2 separate regions of the Sus scrofa genome follow, and region 2 is linked to region 1. Evidence: chromatin contacts called from public promoter capture Hi-C data. All regions are on one chromosome and are shown on one strand. Each heading gives the region's core, a stretch centred on a gene start, on an enhancer-like site or on the middle of the called end of the contact. The rest is flanking DNA. Distances are from core to core; before and after follow the strand shown.

The links. Promoter capture Hi-C pulls out the DNA fragments that hold promoters and counts their contacts.
Region 2: a contact with region 1 is called in a promoter capture Hi-C map of liver, with 2.8 times the contacts expected there. The contact joins the promoter of FUK here to the promoter of EXOSC6 in region 1. A contact is called at or near these places in 2 of 5 promoter capture datasets (fetal liver and liver), 1 of 47 Hi-C or Micro-C datasets (heart right ventricle) and 1 of 2 datasets of contacts at active chromatin or transcription factors (alveolar macrophages).

The regions. Positions count from the first base shown.
Region 1 is chr6:13,293,767-13,299,999 of Sscrofa11.1, forward strand. It overlaps EXOSC6 (exosome complex component MTR3), which reads right to left and starts at 3,176. Exons shown (of 1, transcript XM_021093792.1): 1 at 1,825-3,176. The coding sequence starts at 3,107. The coding sequence ends at 2,289. It overlaps AARS (alanine--tRNA ligase, cytoplasmic), which reads right to left. Exons shown (of 23, transcript XM_021093791.1): 20 at 6,214-6,233; 21 at 5,993-6,079; 22 at 5,520-5,633; 23 at 4,570-5,117. The coding sequence ends at 4,932. LOC100525750 (RNA-binding Raly-like protein) reads left to right here. Exons shown (of 7, transcript XM_003126878.3): 7 at 848-1,403. The coding sequence ends at 886.
Region 2 is chr6:13,468,645-13,474,419 of Sscrofa11.1, forward strand. It overlaps FUK (L-fucose kinase), which reads left to right and starts at 3,127. Exons shown (of 24, transcript XR_002344515.1): 1 at 3,127-3,502.

The DNA of each region.
Region 1 (6,233 bases), core at 1,926-4,425:
CCTCCCTGTGAGCAAGGAGGATCTTGGGTTTGTGCAAGAGACACATGACTTCCATCACAGGCAGTGCCCAGAAGATGGGGCCCTGCCCTCTTAATTTGGGCTGCAATGGCTCAAGTGGACCAGGGGCTACTGCTGGGGAGCTGAACCAGTTCTGGGCTAAAACACCCTCTCCTCCTGGAAAGTTGGTGGAGAAGGAGCGCTGAGCATTATAGAGGGATTATCACAGGTGTGCCTCATGGTCCCCAACTCCTTGCCTGAGGACCATCTGGTAAGCTTGCCCCTCTCAACCCGCGACCCCAGGGTCTTTGGGCTGTTCTGCACTGTATCATGTGCCCCAGAAAAGCAGGAGCACACCGACCTTCCCAGACTGAGCCCATCCCAGCCAGGATCTGATATGCGCCCTCTGCGCAGCGTTAAAGGGTGCGAGTGCTCCCTGCCCTAACACATCCTCCTCTCCTATTGATGGTCCCTGAGGCAGGCCAAGCCCCTACCGCTGTTGGGGTCATCTCAGCAAGGCCAGGGCTGCTGGGGGATTCGCAGTGAGGAGCTACCTTTCCTCCACTTGCCAGCTCTGGCTGCCCCTTGGCCTGCTGGGCTCCACGGTAACCCTTATTGCCGCCCAAGACTGAGTCACATCTAGGCAAGACTGAGCTAGGTGGAGAAAAATGCCTTCTTCTGTCTGATGGTTCTGGGTTTCCAGGTCTACAGTAGCACTGAGGCCAAAGCTGCCAAGAAAGGGAGGTGGGGATGGGAGACTAGAAGGTGTTAGCATTTGAACCTCCTTTTCCTAGTCATACCCTGCCTCTCAGCCCTCTGGGCTAAAGTCCTGCTTCTGCTTCTTCTACAGGTAAAGAATCACGCATCAGACCAGGAGGGCAGCCAGTAGAAGGCTGGAACTCCCCCAGTCTCATCAGCTCCAGGCACTTTCTTCGGCGGTTCCTATCCCCTGCCTTGAGTAGCACCCACGCTGGAGCAAGCGCAAAGAAGTGGAGGCATGGCTCAGCCAGTCCAGCTGGGAAGCCTCCCCCCAGTGCTGACTTTAGCTTGAGGATCATGTTTCCAGATGACCATCTGGGGGCTAGCGGGGAAGGAAGGAGCCCTCCAAGTGCCCAGCACCAGCTCACCATTCTCATAAAGTTGAGGCCACTCCTGTTAAGAGGCAGCTGGAAAGGGCCCCCCTGGGAGCACCACCAGCCCTCTGACTACAGGTACCTCCCTAGCTGCTTCTCCCCGCCCCTCGCCAAAGCCTTACCTGTCCTCTCTGGGTCTCAGCAGGAGTATCACTTTTATGTTGTTTCTACCTTGTCTCTTGCTGGTGTGATCTTACATATTTCAGATCTGCTTTGGAAAAATATGTCACTGAGGAGAAATAAAATTTTCTTTTCCCTGGTCAGGGGTCCTTAGTGTAGTCTCAAAGCCTCACTACAGTCTCTCAACTGCCCCTTTCTAGAGAAGCTGAGCAGGCCTCGGAGACACACAAGCTCAGAAGCTCACACCAAGTCAGGGCAGAGGAGAACAGGCTGCCAGGCCTTTCTCCAATCCAGACCTGAGCACAAACCCACAGCGCTCCGGAGCCACACAGGGACGAGTCCACCCTTGTGGTCAGACAGGCCAGCTCTGCCCTAATGGAACAGGCTGCATCTAGTTTCCCAACATTCAGAAACTCTCACTCTTGGCAGTCAAATGTCCTCTTCCAGGAACCAAGACTGGACCAGGGACACCAGGACACATTTAAAATAATACTGTCCCAAGCCTTGAGTCCAAGAACACACTACACAGCTCAGGAGAGCCTTGCTCTATCCTGTACCAAGAAGAACAACAGAAGAACTTTTCAGCTATAAAAGAATTTCTGTTTTAGTTCAGATAGAAGTGGGAAGACACAACCCCCTTGTCTATTATCTCAAAAGCAGGCCCATTAGATAGGAGACAGTCACTAAGTGGCCCGCACAGGGTCCATCCCTCACAAGGCACTAGCTGCAGGTTCCCGTTTTTCAGGCAAGTCCACCTAAAGTCCTTTCCACCTTGGAAATCAGACTGCAGTAGCAGGTTTCTTCAACTGGGTCGTAGCTGAGCGCCAACCCAATTAGAAAAGTTTCTTAAACGATAGTTTATAAAACAAACAACAAAAAAAAAAACACAGCTGTCCGGCACATCAGTTCTGAGCGCACTTTCCCAGATCCTCTCCCGGGCTCTAGTTCTTGGCTCAGCGCCGTCTGCAAGCCGACGGCTCGGGTTCTTTCGGCGACAGCGGTAGCCTGCTCCTCGGCGTCGTTGCTCACACTTATGGTTCAAGGCGGCGCGGAGGCGCCCCTCCGGCGGGCGGCCCGTACCAAGCACTGCTGCAGAACTGGGTAGAGGCGCTGGCAGCCCTCGAGACCCAGGCGCACGGCTTCTGCCCAACTCTCTGTCGGGCCACCCTCCCCGCTGCCCAGCAGCCCGGCCACCTGGTTAAGCACCGGCATGAGCGCCACGGTGAGGCTGGCGGCGGCGCGTTCCTCCTCGAGCAGCGTGGGGTCCAGCAGCCAGGTGGGTGCGGGCCCAGGAGTGTGGCTTAAGCCGCAGCCCACCACCAGGTCGTACATCTCTATGCCCGCGTCGGCCAGGGCGAGCGCGGCGGCCGTGAGAGCGGCGGCCAACGCCGAGCCGCCGTCCTCGAGCAGCAGCGCCGACACTTCAAGCTGCGCGCGCGGGTAGCGACCCAAGCGCACGGCCGGCTCGAGCGCCTCCTGCAGCGCCAGCGCCAGCTCACGCTCCTCGCCGCCGCCTGGGGGAGCGCGGCGCCGTCGGCCCGAGAAGGGCGCGCGGCGGAAGTCGCAGAGCAAGCGGCCCCGCAACGCGGCCGGGGCCTCGCCGCCCGTTCCGGCCGGGCCGCCGCCGCGCTCGCCGCCCTCGGCCTGGCGTGGGCCGGACACGGCGCACAGCACCTTGGTGCCTCCAGCCTCCAGGTAGGCCGAGCCCTTGGCTTGACTCAGTAGCCCGGCGCGCGCGTACACGGGCCGCAGCCGCGTCGGGTCACGGGCGGCTGGCTCCTCGTCCTCGCCGACCGCGTACAGCTGCGGCGGCTGCGACTCCTCAGGCCCGCGGATGCGGCGGTGGTCCCCGGGCATGGCAGCACCTAGAGTACAAGCCACTTCCGCCCGTCCTGCCTCGCGCGCCTGCTCTTCCGCTCGCTTAAAGTCGCGCGCCCGCGCGAGGGCTGTCGGGATAGCAGCGGGCGGCGCTGCACTGACCCCTGCCGCCCCGGAGGGAGAACGGCGAGCGCTGTAGAGCCCCAGGCAGCAGCGAGGACACCAGGTGCTTCGTGGTTGGGTGGCTGTGAGGCAGGCCTGCAGAAGTGGGACCTAGACCTGCTTGGCCGACCTTTAGCCGATGTGAAATTGTAGTCATTTTAATTTTGCATTTATTTGTATGATTATTTTTTTGTTTTTTGTTTTCTTTTTTTGCCATCCCACAGCATGTGGAGTTCCTGGGCTAGGGATCAGCCAGTCACAACGAAAGCCACAGCTGTGGCAACACCACATCCTTCACCCACTGTGCTGGGCTGAGGATCGAAGGGTCCCAGCGCTCCCAAGACACCAATGATCCCACTGCACAACTGGAACTCCCGTGTGACAATTTTCTGTTTCCTACTGCCTTGCCTAAGAGTGCAGTGACCTTTTGTCTTGGTCACTGCTGTACTGTCAGTGCCCTGGCTGGCATAAACGCTTGCTAATGAATAAATGGAACTGTCTCCTGCACTGGATTGTGAGTTCTTTGTATCCCTGACACTCCATACCAGGCATGCAGCTGCTGCAGTCAGGGCCTCAGCACCTTCCTTCTACCTAGCTCTCATAACTCCGTGTGAGAACAGCCTTTCATTCCCAGGCCTTGTGACTGTTGGCCTCTGCTGCTTCAGCTGCCATAGACCTGCTTTTCCTCCTCTCTCCAAAGTCAGCAGGACTGAGAAATGACCCTCGGCCTCAGAGCCAGCCTGCTGTACCCAGTGGACTGGAAATCAGCCAGAGGGGGCACAACCAACTACTATACACTGCTGCTTCCAAACCTAGCTGTCTTCAGACTTGGGTGAAGGGGCAAACCAGGTCAGAGTCTCCATCCTCAATGTCCAACTTTTAAGTCCTGGAACCAGGAATGAGGGGACAGGCAAAGGAGTGGAGGGAAGCAAGTGATCTACCCTAAATGCCTCCTATACCAAAGAATGCTTCTGATCTACACCCAACCTGCACACCAAGAGGAAGAGGGATATGGGCCTAAGAAATGGAAAGGTTTTCCTACAAGAGGCTCCAAGGAGATTCTCTCTGCCTCCAATAATCCCTTGAATCACCTTCCATTGAATGATGAATGCCTCTCTTCATCTAACCCCCCTATTCTGTGGGCCACCTCTACATGTAAGTCCTGAGCCATTATTCCCAAAGTTCAGGGGTCTAGGGCTAGACTTGGCAATGGCTGCAACCAGAAGCCAGTTGGAGCACTTATTCTACAGACACCCGGGGAGCCACAGGCTCTCACACCAGGGGTGCCTATGGGTAGGATGTGCGGGAGGGAAGGGAGAGAAGCGATCATGTGGCATTATCAAGTATTGCACATGGTCCTTTTATTCTCTGCAGCAAAAAATGATTCCTTCCTGCAGGCCCAGAACCTTGGGTCTACAGAGAACTCTTTCTATAGACACAAGCTTGACAACGATAAACAGCAATCCTAGGGTAGTGGTTCTAACAGATGGTGCTGACGTGTTCAGGGCAGAAATGTAACAAGGGCATTGAGTCACAGGCTGGCTCCCAGGTTAAGTTACAGTTACTGCTGGGTTAGGAGGACAGATGGGGCTGCTTAAAGGTCCCAAGATTAAAATGTCCCTTGTGGCAGACGGAGAGCTCCTGGTTGGACGGATGCATCTGAGTGAGGAGACACCTCCCTGTGGAAGCCACCCTTCCCCCTCAGTTCTTCACATCTTCCAGGCGGAGCTGGGCAAAGGAAGTGGCCAGCTGCAGCGCCTCCTGCAGGCAGCCCACGTTCTTGCCTGTGGCCTGAGCGGACACATCTTTGCCACCACCTTTGCCATCCATCAGGCCTGACACCTGTTGCACCCACTCGCTGGCTTTCAGGCCCCGGTTGGCTATATTCTAGAAGAGAGGAAGGAGAAATGGGAGTCAGGACAGAGGTTGGGATGGAAGGAGACAAGGAGTGGGGAAGGAAAGAAAAAGAACAGGGGAGCCAGATAACCCATCCCGCCCTGGGTGATGCTGTCAGCGTCCACGGATCCTACAGCTGGTCCCACAGCCAGGGAGACAGATGGAGTAGTAAGGCCAGCAGAGTTAGACATATCCACCAGGGAGGGAAGGGCTGAGGGTGTGCAGTGTTGGGGAGGTGACTAAGAGGTAGGCAGAGGAATGGCCATTCTAACAGGGGCTGCACACACATGGGTCTTGGCAAACAACTAGGAACTGAGCTCCCTGAGAAAAGCTACAGACATCACTTTCTACTGGCCCAGAGCTGCTGTGAGCAAAACCACAGGGTGTTCTGACCTGGGGGACTTGACACAAGCAGATGATCTTGCCAGCTTCATTATCCACTGTGAAGAGCATGGCCGACGTCTGAGGAGAATGTGTCTTGAAGAGTTTCAAGGCTTCGTTCAGGGCCTGCGCAGAGAACCTAGCATCAGGCCATGGCCCTGAGTGAGAGGGCCGTGCTCTCCGCAAACACAGCAGGTGTGCAGAGCTCTGTTCTCAGAGCACCCTCGTCTCCACACCCTTCTAAAAGCAGGTGCTGAAGTACAGGGCCTCACCCACCCACTCTCCAGCTCTAAGGCTATTCCCAGGAGCCACAGCTCTCCACGGCTCAGCCTAACCTCAGTCCCAGAGAGTGAGCCCCCAGGCAACTACTCTGCTCAGAGCCACAAAGCTCATGCTTCAGCCATCAGAGGGCTGCTAAGACCCCGAGACGAGACAAGCAGGGGACAGGCACAGAGCAGTGCGAGGAACCCCAGCCCCTGGGTTGCCTTGGCTGAGGCGCCGCTCTCCATCTCCAGGATGACAAGGGGCTGGTTGGGGTTGCTGTCAATGAGCTGTTTTGTCCTCTCCAACACCTGCAAGGAAGGAAGTCCAGAAAAGAGGCCTCAGGTCAAAGGCCCAGACTCCGACACCGAGATAACGGGCTGCACGGCCTTCCTGGCTAAATCTTCCCAGCTCCCGTCCAGCCACCGGCATAGCCACGACGCACCCGCTTCTGGACATCGGCTT
Region 2 (5,775 bases), core at 1,877-4,376, 170 kb after region 1:
ACCATCTCATAGCTCCACCCTTCTCTGGAGATTTGTTATCAGTCCCTGTGGGCTGCTTTGCCTGGAGATGACTGGGAAGGTAAGCTCCTCCTTTCTCCACCTCTCCTTGTCCCACAGCCCATGAATGACTGAAGTGGGGAACAAAGTCCAGCTCCCTCGCCTCTAAGAGGGAGAAAACTGGTGGTGCATTTTGTGCTCCAGAGCTCCCCATAGGATCAGACTGAGGCTAAATTTAGCTGTACCCACCTCTTTGCCTGACTTCTTCCTCTGGCCTATTATGCCTCCCTCACTGCCCTAATAAATTGTTTGCACAAGAATCCCTTTCTCAGGCTCTGCATCTAGGGAATTCAATCTAAGATACCCCGTGGGTAATCCTGGCTCCCAGAGGGATTCCCTGATATCAGCAGCAGCCACACATCTCATGCAGGGTCCTGCAGATTACACCTCCTCCAAGAAGCCTTTAGACTTGCACCCTCACACTCTAGTAGCATGATAGTTCAATAAGGAAGTTAGATGCCTACTCTCTGCCAGGCACTGTGCCAGACCCTTCATGTATATTAACTCATTGAATACTTCCAACAATGGCAAATACTCCTGTATTTTTCCGAGGAAAAACTGGACTCAAATAATTTGAGTGGCTTGCTCATACTGTCAGAAAGTGATGAGAAAGTGGGAAGGATTTGTTTAATTCCAAACTCTCTATTTAACCACTAGAATCTACCCTATATTACTGCATCAGATTTTTTTTTTTTTTGTCTTTTTTCCTTTTCTGGGGCTGCACCTGCAGCATATGGAGGTTCCCAGGCTAGAGGTCTAATCGGAGCTGTAGCAATGCGGGATCTGAGTGGCGTCGTCGTGAACACCACAGTTCACGGCAACGCCGGATCCTTAACCCACTAAGCAAGGCCAGGGATCGAACCTGCAACCTCATGGTTCCTAGTCAGATTCGTTAACCACTGAGCCAGGACGGGAACTCAAGAATTTCTTTTTAAAGTAGTGTCATTTTAATTAATTATTTATTTTGTCTTTTTAGAGCCACGCCCATGGCATAGGGAGGTTCCCAGGCTAGGGGTCAAATTGGAGCTGTAGCCGCCAGCCTACACCACAGCCACAGCAATGCCATATGTGAGCCGTGTCTGCAACCTACACCAAAGCTCACAGCAACGCTGGACACTTAACCCAATGAGCAAGGCCTGGGATCGAACCTGTATCCTCATGGATACTAGTCAGATTCATTTCCTCTGAGCCATGATGGGAACTCCCCAGAATGTTTTTTTAATGGCTCTGTCTACCGCAGACAGTGGGTCTATACACAGATAAACTACATGTGTTTGGTTTTTTTTTTTTTTTTTTTTGTCTGCTGCTGACAGATTTCACCAAGGGGTTTAGATTATTAAATAAACCTGTGAGTAACTTTGCTCGAGGCCTTGGAGCCACTCCTTCATCTGGCCCACATCCCTGCCCTAGGAGACAGGGTGAAGCCCTTCGCCTCCAGCTCCTTGGAACTCATTGTTTTCCTTGAGCTCCCACCAAAGCTGCAGCTGCAGGCATCCCTGCCTTCCACTCCACTGCAGAGCCAGGATCTGCATTGCTGAGTACAGCAGCAATGGGAGGCAGCTTATCACTTCCCTGGAGGCCTCCTGGGTTCACAGAAAAAAAGAGCAAGTGCTGAAGTGGGAGAAGAAGGATGGGACCTGGTGACGACGAGAGGGGATGACACCAGCGGTTGAGGACTGAAGGAAGAAGAGACGTTTAGGGGAGGAAGTAGGGTGGTGGGAGCTGAGGAGGGGATTGATCTTTATTCCTTCCTTCATTTAACATTATTTTAACTACCTGCAATGTCCTAGCCACGTTCTAGTGACTGAGGCTCCAAGAGAAAACAAACCACAGATCCTGCCTTAATGGGGCTACATGGGAATAATAACAACAATCATTGTAATAATGGCTAACATTTTTGGAGCATTTACTGTGGAGTCAAGCATTTACCTTTTATTGTGGCAGGGGGGTGGGGGGCAAGCCAGAGGCATGCAGAAGTTGCCAGGCCAGAGATCAAACCTACCCCACAGCAGCGACCCTGAGCCACAGGAGTGACAATGCCAGATCCTTAACCCAATGAGCCACCAGGCAACTCTAAGCAGTTACTTAGTTTATCCTCCTAGCAAGTTCAGGCATTTGATACTAGTATTTTTTTTTTTTTTGCATTTGATACTAGTATTAACACATTTTACAGATGAAGACAAAAAGACACAGAGTAGCCAAGTGACTGGCCAAGGTTACAGTTAGAGCAGAATCCCTCATCTTCTCTGAGACTGACCACTTGGGCCTCTCAGGCTCACCATTAACAACAGTAGATTTGGAAAGTAATTCTCATAAGAAAAATTCAAACAATACAAATAAAGCTCAAGTTCTCCCTGTTTATCTCCGTCCTTGGCAGTCTCCTTCCAGTCCTGTTCCTGTTCTTATGTCCTATGTGTCCAGATACATATTTATTTTTGTGGCTCTGCCTGCAACATGGGGAAGTTCCTGGGCTAGGGATAGAAGCCCAACCACAGCAGTGACAACGCTGTATTCTTTAACCCTAGGCCCTCACATACATTATTTTTGACATGAGTAGCTTCCCATGCATAATGTTCTGTTACAAACTGTGGCGAACATCTTTCTCTATGGTACCTACAGATTTAGCTCATTATTTCTGACTGCTGCATGGTATTCCATAGCATAGATGTGCCTAGTTTATTTTTCCAGTACCCTAGAAAGAGACAGAGGGAAAGATTCCAAATTTCCGCCACTACAAACAATACTGCCATTCATAACTTTTCCAGAAGATCCACAGATCTTCCCACTAGAGAGTTAGAAAGTTTCTACCGGAAACTTTCACGTGATGAACCCGCGAGAGCATGGCCAATTGCCAATCCAACCGTAGTCGCTCACGCTCGAACGACACTTGTGGCTTTTTTCCCCTCCCAGTTAGATTTTTTTTTTTTTTCTTCTTCTTCTCCCTCCTCTTCGTAGAAAAACCGCGGCCCCACGTCCGGGCCACGGGGTTGAACGAACAAACAAAATCCAAACCTGAAACCCGGAGTTCCGGAAAAAGAGCTTTGTCTTTAAGACGCACTCGTTCCTCTGGGAGTTGTAGTTTTGCTGCCCAGCGGAGCTCCCTTTTCCCCGTCACGCCCCTTCTCGAAGTGAAGACTCACTGCCCTTTAGGAAAGCGGTGCCCTGACCACCTCCGTTTGCCATTTGTGTTAGCTGAGAGGTCGTCTTTTGGGGGCGGACAAGCCAAGGCTGGAGGAGGGCTGAAACTACATTTCCCAGGGTGCTCAGCGAAGGCACACACAGCCTCGCCTTAAAAAGTCCCCTGCGCCGAGCGCCGGGAGGAGGCAGGTATGCTGTAGGTCCCTGTGGGTCCCAGCATTTGCACACCCCAGTACCGCAGCTGCTTCCCAGCCCACACTTTTGGACCCGCGGGGACTGAGCTGAGCCGCTGGCTGGTTTCTGATAGGTAATAGTTTCCGGGAGCTCTGCTGGCACCCCCGTCTCCTACTTGCTGTAGGGGGAGTCTGTATGGTCCCTCTATTCGCTGGTCTGGGTGTTTCTGGGGACGCCCAAGATTGGAACGACAGGCAGGTGGGGCGCTGGATGCCAGCGCTGGTGGTTGCTTTGAGGTCACTTCTCCTGCCTCAGTTTACCCCATCGGGGCTCGTCATTACCCACAAATCTCAATTATATGCCGTTTGTGTAATTTGCAATGCAATTTTACTCCCAGTCACCCTTACTCTGCCTGTTTTTCCTCCTAGAAGGCAAATCAGATCCCTTCCTGAGGCTGTTTTTTCCCTTTAAAGCTCTAAAGTGCAAAATCCATGCCCCACCTCTCTTCAAAAAGCAAATATGAAGAAGCCTTATTGTTTTATTCTGTTCCTGGCTCCCCTTCCCTGTCCTGATTTTGGCAGCGTGTGGCTGAGGACAGTAAAAACTATTTGAAATTGGCCTCAGTAGATTAAGTTCTGTTGGAAGTGTGCACAATATTGGAATAGAGGCCTGTATTCTCTAAGAGTTCTGTGCAGATGTCAGGTGTGACAGAGGGTAAAGACTCCAGGAGAGATGTCTGTTTCTACAGGCTAGGTAAGAATATGAACCTTGGAGTTAGTTGGACACCTGACCTACCTGTACTAGTTGTATGTGACCTTGGGCAGATGATTTCATTTCTTTAAGCTACTGTTCCCTGATGTACAATGTAAGTGTGGTAAAATTCAACTCATAGGGCCATTGAGTGGGTCACATGAGCTAATACTTCAGCGTGTCTTTGGTATAGTGCCCAGAAAAGACACTCTTTAAGCTACTGGTGCTATTCCATCTTTTGTGTTCTCAAAACACCCTTTAGGCTGATCTGGCAAGGCAGGCTACCTGGTCTTGGCTGATTTCTCCAGGCCTTCTCTGGGTTTTTTCTTCTTTAGGGGCATCTTTGACCCAGAGGGTATTTCAGAGCCTTCACTCCAACCTGCTTTAGGGTCAGGTTTTACTCTCCTGCTGCTTTCCCCCACTAGAAAGAACTACTATTCATTGAGCTCCTGCTTTGTGCCACATATTTTATGTCTTATTTAATGCAACGGTCCTAGGAGGTTAGTATCTTTGGCCCTAGTTTTCAGATTAGTAAACTGAGGATCAGAGAGGTTAAGTAACCTGCTCAGGATCACACAGGAAGAGGCAGAGATGAGAACTGACCCCTGGGGATTGATTCTCAGCCTAAGACTATTCCTCTGCCCCAATCTCTCTTTCTCTCTCTCTTTTTTTTTTTTTTTTTTTTTTTTGTCTTTTTAGGGCTGCACCTGCGGCATATGGAGGCTCCCAGGCTAGGGGTTGAATTGGAGCTACAGCTGCAGGCCTATGCCACAGCCACAGCCACAGCCACTCAGGACCCAAGCTGCATCTGTGATCTACACCACAGCTTACAGCAACACTGGATCCTTAACCCATTGAGCAAGGTCAGGGACTGAACCCACGTCCTCATGGATGCTAGTCGGGTTTGCTAACCACTGAGCCACAACCGGAACACCCCTCTGCCCCAATCTCTGATAGAGGACAGTCCAGATTGTGCTGTCCTCCCTTCTCTGCCCATGACTTGTCATCTGCCCAGTTGTCTCAGTCACTGTTCCACGACCAGTCACTATAAGGCTCGGACCTTTGGGCTCTCTTTGGGGTATTTCTTTCTTGCTCTCTTTTATCACCTTCGCTTAGGGTCAAACATCAGCATCACCATGACCTAAATAAGAAGCTGAGAAACCCAGGTTCCACTCATGGCTGTAGCACCTACTAGCATTTCTAAAATGGACAGAATATTTACTTACTTGGCAGTGGTGTTGGGGGGATGAAAAGTCATAATGTCTCGGAGTTCCCGTCGTGGCACAGTGGTTAACGAATCCGACTAGGAACCATGAGGTTGCAGGTTCGGTCCCTGCCCTTGCTCAGTGGGTTAACGATCCAGCGTTGCCGTGAGCTGTGGTGTAGGTTGCAGACGTGGCTCGGATCCTGCGTTGCTGTGCTCTGGCGTAGGCCTGTGGCTACAGCTCCGATTCAACCCCTAGCCTGGGAACCTCCATATGCCGCGGGAGCGGCCCAAGAAATAGCAACAACAACAACAACAAAAGACAAAAAGACAAAAGACAAAAAAAAAAAAAAAGAAAAAAAAATCATAATGTCTTAACTGTGGGTCAGAGTCGTTGGGTGAGCTCCCGCATAGTGGCTGTCATCATCAACGCCACCATTTCATTGTCACCT